2 separate regions of the Mus musculus genome follow, and region 1 is linked to region 2. Evidence: chromatin contacts called from public Hi-C data. All regions are on one chromosome and are shown on one strand. Each heading gives the region's core, a stretch centred on a gene start, on an enhancer-like site or on the middle of the called end of the contact. The rest is flanking DNA. Distances are from core to core; before and after follow the strand shown. Region 1 overlaps Supt3 (SPT3, SAGA and STAGA complex component). Region 2 overlaps Supt3 (SPT3, SAGA and STAGA complex component).

Region 1 (4,674 bases), core at 354-2,853, 240 kb after region 2:
CCTTCCACTGCAGAAAAACTAAAATCTCAGGGATTTTTTTTTCTTTTTTCTTTTGCTGGTACTAGTCAGACTCCCCTTCCAAGAAGTACCAGGCTGTGTCATCTCAAACTGCTTCCCTTACCAAGGAAGCGGAAGCGGTCGTAGCCTTTGCCACCAAACCATGGGTGAAGTATAATTATGCTACCTCTGTGAGACAGTGTAGGAGCAAACATCTGCTGGCCTGGATCAGGAAAGCCACGAGTGCAGCTAGCCCAAGCTGTGAATCATCTGTGGACGCAGATTAAAGGAGCTGTGTTGTGTTTACCTTTCCCCTTATTTTCTTTGTAATTGAGAAGACTGTTAACTCTGGCACTGTGTTCTGAGGGGGATATATGGATCTCAGGCATTGACTCCTGTTTTCATGTCGCCACACCACACTGTAAAGCAGATAAATAGTTAATAATGGTTTCGATGTCTGCCTTCTCCTCCCCACAGTGTTTGCTTTTGTTTTTAAAGGATGGGATAAATAGAACACATTAGATGTGTGTTGGCTAAGTAAGCAAGTCCTTGAGTTTTAACTTTAATAGCAACAGAGCAGAAAGTATTGTAAGCTTTATTTCCAAAAGAAATAAACTTCACAACTGCCAGCTTTTACTTTGTATTTTTGTATTTTCTTTTCAATTACATGTGTGTGTACATGAACACGGAGCCAGCGGAGGCCAGAAGAGGGCCTCTGATCCCTTGGAGCTGGAATTACAGTTGATTGTGATTCACCAGATGTGAGCACTGGGAACCAAATTCAGGTCCTCTGGAAGGATGGTACACTGTCTGCCATGGACTCTGGCTCCAGCCCCAGCCCCAGCACAGCTCTGATTATTTGTCATGGTTATGTAACATATTTCATGTCTGTCACCAGACTTGACTGCTCTCTTAGATCAAGAAAATGGTACAAAAAGCCTAAATATCTACTCTGGAAATGTATGTTAAGAGTCTACTTCTTTAAAAACTTGGGGTTGGTTGGTTGGTTGATTTATTTATTTATTTATTTTCCATTAGAGAGCAGAAAGACAGACTCGTACTATGGATTCAGCTCAATATGCAGAATTCTGTGAAAGCCGACAGTTAAGTTTCTGTGAGTACACATTTTACGTCACTAACAGATGTGTGAGGAATTGTGTTCCAGGTGTGCTAGATTGTGACATGCTCTCTGTTTCTTAGAAACTAGTGTATTCAGTGCATGCACCCTTACGGTCATTACAGAAACAGTGTCTGTGCAGGGGAGCCTGAAGACCTCACTGTACTCTCCTGCTACACAGTTAATGGTGGTCAGAAAGTTGAAGCATATGCACACAGAGGCAGCCATGGAACTATTCTTACAGCCTCTGTAATCAGAACAGTCACTTTTTTCTTACTTTCCCATTTCCTGGTCATGCTTACTTACTGAAATACAGTATTGCTGACTGCACTTGACCCATAGTGACATTAGTAGTCATGACATTTAAAAGCCTCCAATGTTCACTGTAAGCCCCATCCTCGCTTTTATGCACACTCATGTTCCCACACAGTGGCTTCTCAGTCATGCACTTCCCGTTGTCCTCAGCCTCCTACTGCAGCATGCGCTAAGTGCTAGCCAGAGCCATGAGTCAGTGCTTCTGCCACGGGAGTGACCTCACTTCACAGTGAAACCAGGGTCTTCCCTCCCTCAACAGCAGCTGGGAAAAGCACTTGCGACCCTAACCATGGGCCAGACTGCATCAGCCCTGCGATGACTAGGGCTCTTGCGGTAAAGGTCAAAAGAAAGGGCAATGAAGAGTACATTTAAAGCTATGACACAGTCACACATGACCCTCATCTGAGAAGTTATAGAAACAATGATGTCTTTAAATGAAAAGCAACTGTGTGGTCACGATAACCATGTATTTGATTTGGAAAAAGAAAATGAGAACAGCCTTTTAGATCATGAAGTGCAGATAAATGACACATTTCAAATCGCACTGCCCCATGCAAGCATCAGTAGAATATAAGAAAACGTGTTTTGTAAGATTTTTTTCTAAAAAAAAAATATATTTTCCAATCTGACTAACAACTTGGCATAGGACATCTGTGAAGCATTAAGTAAATGACACTTCAGATCATGGCAATTTCAGCAAATGAGAGGGTTTTGTATGGTAATTTTGGGGTTTAAATACGGCATTCAAGTATTTTATAAGCATAAATCTCCAGTTCATAAAGTAGCATTTAGTGCAGTTGAACAATTTTTTAAATCATATTTTAAACTAAATTCACAAGAAAAAATGGAAGTGCTGTTGCACATTGCAACTGATGGTCTTGGTCTTGTCTTGCATCTTTTGTTTGAAAACTGGATTTTGTTATTTCTTTTCTGTTGTGTTATTCACAAAGAAAAACTATTGTGGATGGAACGTAATAGTTTCTCCGTCTGATAAAATTACAGAATATGTAGCATATTATGTATAATTTTCTTTTCTGTGGGATTAAAAGATTTTGTCATTTAAGAATATCATATAGTGTCCATGAGAGCTTCATCATGGAACCTGGGCGGGAGACTCTGTTCCTACAACAGGAGGCATCCCTGTGCAGGTGGAGAGTGCGGCTCTGGGCAGTCTTCTCCTCCTGATGAATTCCCAGGATGTGGGAACTGTGACTTGCCTTCTTAAGTATCTGTTCATGGCAGTTTCTGAGATCAGTGGTGCTATGCACACTGAGTGACCTCCATGAGCACACTGGGGCACATGTACACATACTGCCATACCCCTCACAGACAAACAGGTGTTTAAAAAATGTAAAGAATAGACTCTAGCATTTCACTAAAAATATTTTTTTTAGTCATTTGTTTATTTACTATTGCCATGGTGAGTCTGTTAACAGCAGGCATTTTATTTTCTGGGGAAACAGTGGGGACTCACATCTCTACAGTGAGTGCTCACACTCTTGCAAAGACATTGCTAATTCTCTCCCTTATGGGGTGGGGCTGAAAACTAATAATAATCCTTTTCTTACCTTAAAAGCAGGTTGCTTAAAATAGTCACTGTGTGCCTCTGTGTTCCTAGTGCTCTGTCATGGGGCAATAGAGGAAGAAGGCCCATTTTATTGATCGTGCCAAATTGCTGCCTCTTTAACCTGAACTTGAGAAGTATTCCACAGATGTTGAACAAGCGTTTGTGAGCCGCTCCAGCTTGCTTGCTAGATGGAATGCTGCATGTCAGAGATCTGAAGGCTGGATACTTTAGAGGGGGCTTTGAGGGGAATTATCATCATTCTGCCACATTTGACAGCCTAGGACATGAGCATCAATAGCAAGGCCTCATGTCCTCTGTGCTTTATGTAAAGGAACGCTCCTGTGTGTGGAGTGCATGAGAATTCTGACCAGAACCAAACACCATGCTCTGAGTTGGTGAGACTTACAGACCACTAAGGCCACATTAGTCACAAGATAATCAATGTTTTGTTTTTAAGATTCCCTTACAGATATGATTAAATCTATACTATCTGCCCTTCTCCCTCTAAATTTCTAGTTAAATTAGTAATGTCTAAAGAAGTCCAATCAGACTGTTAACTCGGGGCAGGTACAGGCATTTCATGAAAGGACTGTGTGCTGCCTGGTTCCATGTATGCATGGTCTGATTACCTAATGTCCAAGAATTTGAAGCATGTTCTCTGCTAGCAAAGAACTTACACCATGGTCTGAGAAATCTGTACACACATGAAATAAATGTGGCCACTTCCATCAACCATGTAAGAACCTTTTCCTTGGATGCTCAGGATTGGCGTTTAGGAGGTGATGGGTGGGGTGGGGGCAGATGAGAACAACGAGCTAGCTGAAGACCAGCTCACAGCCTCTGGGCCAGAAGGGCAGAAAGTTTGGTTTAGAGAGTTAGGCCTAAGAATTTGGACATCTCCATAGTCAGCAAAGACATAGCTATGGGTTATCTCAGGCTAGCAATGGTTTGTTTAATTCTCAGTTCACAATTTTAGTAGTTCACAGTTTTGAGAAGGATTGGAAATGCAGTTTCTTTCTGTCTTCCTTCATCACACTTTTTCTTCCAGAATTTTATTTCAACAAGAAAAAGTTGTGTGGAGAAGGCAGCTTTTCTATTGGTAACTAAAATTCTGGCCAATGGTAACATATTGTGAAGCACTGTAAGACGCCCAATGATGAAAGTGTACGGTGTAAACATGCCATCCACCATAGAGACGGTGAGGTGAGGGCGTAACGCACCTACCATACCATCCACCACAGAGACGGCGAGGTGAGGGCGTAACGCACCTACCATACCATCCACCACAGAACAGAGGGAAAAGATCCTTTGTACTCCTTCATAACCACGGGTTCCAACTTGGCTTTCTTGGGACTAAAAAATTTAGATGTTAAAAAAAACTTTCTAAACATTACTTCTATGAGTGTTATTTCTTCTGTGCAGGTTTCGGGAGAAAATTTCCAATTTCTGATGGTCATGTGAAGGCTAAAACATACTTAAAGTTAAAACTTTCTATTTTCTTTTTAATTAATAGCCAAAAAAGCTTCCAAATTCCGAGACTGGCTGGACTGCAGCAGCATGGAGATAAAACCCAATGTCATAGCTATGGAAATCCTGGCATATCTGGCATACGAAACCGTGGCCCAGGTACAGTCTCTGCTGTCAGTGCAACTGCTCCCACTGATCTCCACCCCTGCGA
Region 2 (4,528 bases), core at 6-2,505:
CTGCCTCATCACAAGGCATCTGTGGCTGCTCGAGAGGGTGAGGTTTTTATTACATTATCAACTCTTTTTCCTCGCCAGTCAGCTCCTTTAAAAGGCTTTCTCCGAATACAGTAGGAGACAAGTGGATTCTGCAGCTTCAGTTCTGGACTCACCAACTAGTAATTAAACACACGTGTGTAAGTAGGGTCTTCCCCACAGGTGGACGCAGAATGGCCGGCGATTGAGAACATAAGTATGTAAAGAAAGGTTACTGATGTTCTCCCGCGGTAAGACAGAGGAGGCTGAGAGGGTTTTCAGCTGCGAGGAGGAATCTTATGAAAATAATACCATTTGATCTTTCTTTAGATAGGTACTGTTTAAACCTTCAGAAACCTAGGGGAGGGTGACAGCACAAGGAAGGAGCACCACAAGTGAAGGAGAGCACTAGGAGTGAGCTTCAGGTAGCTTGAATGTAGCTGAAGGAAATGCGCTTGTAGAAAATACTGTCAGACTGGTGGTCAGTATTGGAATGTGGCAAACTGAATGGATGACTAGGGAATTTAATCTTTTGTCTGGGCATAGGAAACCTTTCTAAGGTGTTTGCCAAGTGACAGGTTTGATGTGCATTGACCTTGACTGAGGAGAATATGTAAGTAGCACCATGGAAGTTGGATTGGCTGGGGGAGAGACAGTGGCACCAGGAATGAAGGAGAGTAACAAATCAGTCAGACATTGCACAGGTTAGCTTGTTAGGTCTTAGAGGCTCATGGGAATAGTGAACTAGTGTTGCAGAGTATTTGATTACACTGTGAGCCCCAAGATTGTGTTATTTACTGAAAAAAACTGTTTCTAGTTATGGTGTGGCTCAGCCTTAGCACACCCACCTTTAATCTCTCTGGCTGGAATTCAGACAGGCCCTTTAGTACACACCTTTAATCCCAAACAGCAAAGGTAATGTTAGTTTGTAGAAGGAAGCACCCTTCTTGAAAGTGATGACTGAGTGGCAGACAAGGTCAGAGAAAGGTGTGACAGAATAGGAAGTGCCCAACTCTCCTGTGCTAAAAAGAAGGAGGCAGTTTTACCTGGAGAGTTTTACAGAGACAGTTTGGAGAGAGAACAAACTTGATACAGATAAAGACAAAACAAACAAGAGAATTCGAAGTAGCTAGAAGATTAGAACAGATGGCTGGAGTCAGTTCGAGGTCAAGCTGAGCAATTCAGGATAAGCCAGCATGAGTCAGTCAGCGTGGAGAGGGGTTTTGAGCCAGAACAGCTGAGTTGATCAGCTAGCCAGAGTTCAGAAAGCAAAAGAGAAGGTGAGCTTGCATAAGCTGAATAGCAGTAAGTCTTAGAGGCTGAGAACATTCTAGGCCTAGAATAGATTACTCAGAGCCTAGAAGCTTCTAGGACTAGGCCTAGGTTAGCAGAGGGAGGCAGTAAGCCACCTAGATGACAATTAACTCAGCAGAATAAAAGATACTTTTACAAACTAGTTAAAGGAGAAAGCCCAAGGTCTTTATCTTAGAGCAGTGTTCTTAATCTCCCTAATGTAGTGACCCTTTAATACAGTTCTGCATGATGCGGTGACTCCCAAACAAATTTATTTTTTGTTGCTGCCTCATAACTGTAATTTTGCTACTGTTATGAACTTTAAATATCTCTGTTTTCTGTTGGTCTTAGGTGACCCCCTGTGAAAGGGGTCTCAACCCATAGGTTGAGAACCAGTGTTCTAGCCCAATGAGAAGCTAATGGTATTAGATTGAGCAATGAGTTTTATCATTTGTATCTTAATTCCAAAAAAGATTTGAGGCATCTGTCAGGGCTGTTTACAGCAAGATTATAACACAATAGGATAGGGCAGGGAAGGAAATCAAAGTGAAGTCCTAAAGTAGTAGCCAGGCCTGCAGCGCTGGTGAGGGACTTTAAATATGCATTTCTGTTCTTCCTTCCAACAGCAGCAGGAAAGCACAGCACTGTGCACTGCCTCAGCACAACAGACCTAGTCCATGAACTATGGGTTGGGTGTTAGGATTGTCCCATGTTTTGGAGGTGAGGCCTGAGAACATTCCTTCCATGGAAACCTATGGGACCCTGTTATGTACTCAGCAACCAGTGTCATTAACTATATGTCTACAGTAAATATAAGATCCACATATTTGGTTGAATCAGTAAGATCTCTGACTTTGAACTGGGGAAATAGCACTATTAAGTAGAAACATTTATTTTTAAAGGTGTTGGTGGCAAGTCTGATCATAAAATTGGTGCTTTCAAATTGTGCTCAGTGGAGCTATAGGAATTTCATCACCAACATGGAGAAGTCCTTTCCTTCATTCTCTCGGCAGCGAGAGCTGCTTCTCCGTGTCTGTTTGAGATGCTACGTGCATCTTAAAATTTGCTGTTTGAACAGACTCATAAGGAAATGTTTGAAACTACTGATTCCTAAAGTGAAAAAGGGTTTTAGACTTCTATGAATGTATTTTTATAATTGATTATTTCTAGTTTTATGAGTAATGTCTAAAGTAAATGATGTTAAATCAAAAATATATATGATTGGCTATGTATAATGTTTACTTATTTTTTGTGATAAGGGACATGACAAAATGTTCCACTGAGCTTGAAAAATGAATACAGTAACATTCAAATGATTTTTAATGAGCAAAATTTCATAAAGTTGAGCCTCTAAAACTGTTGGCCTCTAACCAATTTTACAGTTTTGTGCTTTGGTAAAAAGTTTGACCATTCATAGCCTACCCTGCCTTTTAAAGATACCAGGCGTGTTCTTTTATATATAGTCTCATGAATGTACATTTGGATTTTCTTGTAGTACTTGATTATATTTACATCTAATACTCTTTGAGAATGTCTGATAGTTTTGACAGCTTGTGTCACCTTTTTACCTTAAAATGTCCGTGGGGTACAGCACAGGTAAATGGGTAGTTTCTCTGTCTCCTGTTCTCAGAAGCATCTTTATATGTAATTCTTTTGTCAGACTTATCAGGTTTGTTGAGTTCTGACTCAGGGCTTCCGGGAGAGGTGTCTAAGCCTGTAAGGATAAAGCTTGAGTAGAGAATAGGACATGGTGAGAGCTGAGCTATCCTGTTACAGCCTCATGTGTAGGGAGGTTTAAGGTTTCAGATCTTCTGTTTGGCTCACTGTCTCCCTGTTGGCTCTCCATGTGGGCTCATGCCATTGCTTATTTCTGAAGTGCTCCTATTTTCTCTTTCCAGGTATTCTTTTTTGTCTTAGGCTCACCTTACAGAGTCAGTATTTTCTTTTTCTTTCTTTCTTTTTCTCCTTGAGCCTTTCTAGTCAAAAACAAGTACTGGTTTAGATACAGTTTCTGTGCCCAAAGTACTAACTTGCTTAATACTTAATTAATTAACTCTTAATTCTCAGTGATTGTTAAATGTGTGGTAAACATCCCCTTCCTTGTAGTCTCTTACAAGGCATTGACCAGAACGTCATAAAATTACTAACCACCTGATTGCTTACACAGCTCTACCAGATGCCATTCAAAGGGAAGGCTCTAGATCTGAGCTCTCTGTTGAAAGTTTAGGATCTAGGGCACAGGACATATTGTAGTCACAAGACATATATGGGGAAAAAAAAGTTCATACAGGTGTGAATGAACAGCAGAACATATTTGCAATTAAGGACAGATCCAAATTAAAGATGTAAGCACAGGTAAGGTAAGTGCAGGCTGACTAGAAAATGCTGGGGAAAGCAGTTGAAGCAGCCCTCCCTCCACTGCTGATCATGGCAGCAGCTCTGTACTGCACATCACTGTGCATGCCAGGAAACAGAACTTGATTTCCTCTTTGGCTTGACAGTATCCTACCTACATTAACATTTTTCTTCAATCAGTAACCATGCAAGGGAAGAGGGGGAAAACAGGCAATCACGGTCAAACACTATTTTACCAGTAAGAAAGTGCTATAAAACATCAGAAGAGGACTAGATGCAAAAGTCTACCCATCCGCTTGAGATCTCTGCTGGTGAGTTTGGAGTGAGGATTGGAAGTGATTTGTGAGCATCTCAAACATGCTAGGAGCAACATGATTTTACCCAACAGCAGCAGTTTCACCAACTTAGTCTGGGTCGCAACCACTGGACACTGCTTCAGGGATACTGTGTAGATGCAATGCTATGAACTTAGAGGCAATGTGAGCAGAGGGAGGGAAGGGGAAGATTGGATGTATGTGCTCATCTGCACAGAGTGGAAAGACATACATGAGCAAGAATGTCATGATTATAGTCACAGTTGCAAAATAAAAGCAAAAACCTTCAAGGCATCTGGAAAACCTATCTGATGAGAAATTGTTGATAGCATGAGGACTAGCTAGTAGCTGATATCATTATGCAGTGTCATGATTTGCAGGATGCCTCAAGTAACAAGGAGACAGAACTTTTCAGGAGATCATTGTGCAAGTGCTTGGTCATTGTGGGTAAACTCAGCAGTAAGGGACATAAGTTGCTCTCTGCATGTGAAAGTTGTGTTTGGAAGTAAAATTAGGTTCACCTTTTCTCCTTGGGCTCTTGAGTCCCTGAG

What was found. A called contact is a pair of places that touch in the nucleus more often than the background predicts.
Region 1: a Hi-C map of the C2C12 cell line shows a contact between it and region 2, with 1.9 times the contacts expected there. The contact joins two enhancer-like sites. A contact is called at or near these places in 1 of 15 datasets of contacts at CTCF or cohesin (the NIH/3T3 cell line), 5 of 484 Hi-C or Micro-C datasets (the C2C12 cell line, the HPC-7 cell line, cumulus cells and 2 more) and 1 of 115 datasets of contacts at active chromatin or transcription factors (the 230-238 cell line).

What each region holds. Positions count from the first base shown.
Region 1 is chr17:45,032,203-45,036,876 of GRCm38.p6, forward strand. It overlaps Supt3 (SPT3, SAGA and STAGA complex component), which reads left to right. Exons shown (of 12, transcript NM_178652.3): 7 at 1,036-1,111; 8 at 4,510-4,622. Among named protein-coding and RNA genes, the nearest start is that of Gm35097, 110 kb to the right of the region's middle. Within about 2 kb of position 1,604, at least 32 of the 459 cell types and tissues checked have an H3K27ac peak or open chromatin away from gene starts, as enhancers often do. A contact at or near this core is called in the C2C12 cell line and the NIH/3T3 cell line, where this site is marked.
Region 2 is chr17:44,796,341-44,800,868 of GRCm38.p6, forward strand. The region is part of intron 2 of Supt3 (SPT3, SAGA and STAGA complex component); the gene reads left to right. It also overlaps a transcript of Runx2 not described here. Among named protein-coding and RNA genes, the nearest start is that of Supt3, 21 kb to the left of the region's middle. Within about 2 kb of position 1,256, at least 17 of the 459 cell types and tissues checked have an H3K27ac peak or open chromatin away from gene starts, as enhancers often do. A contact at or near this core is called in the C2C12 cell line and the NIH/3T3 cell line, where this site is marked.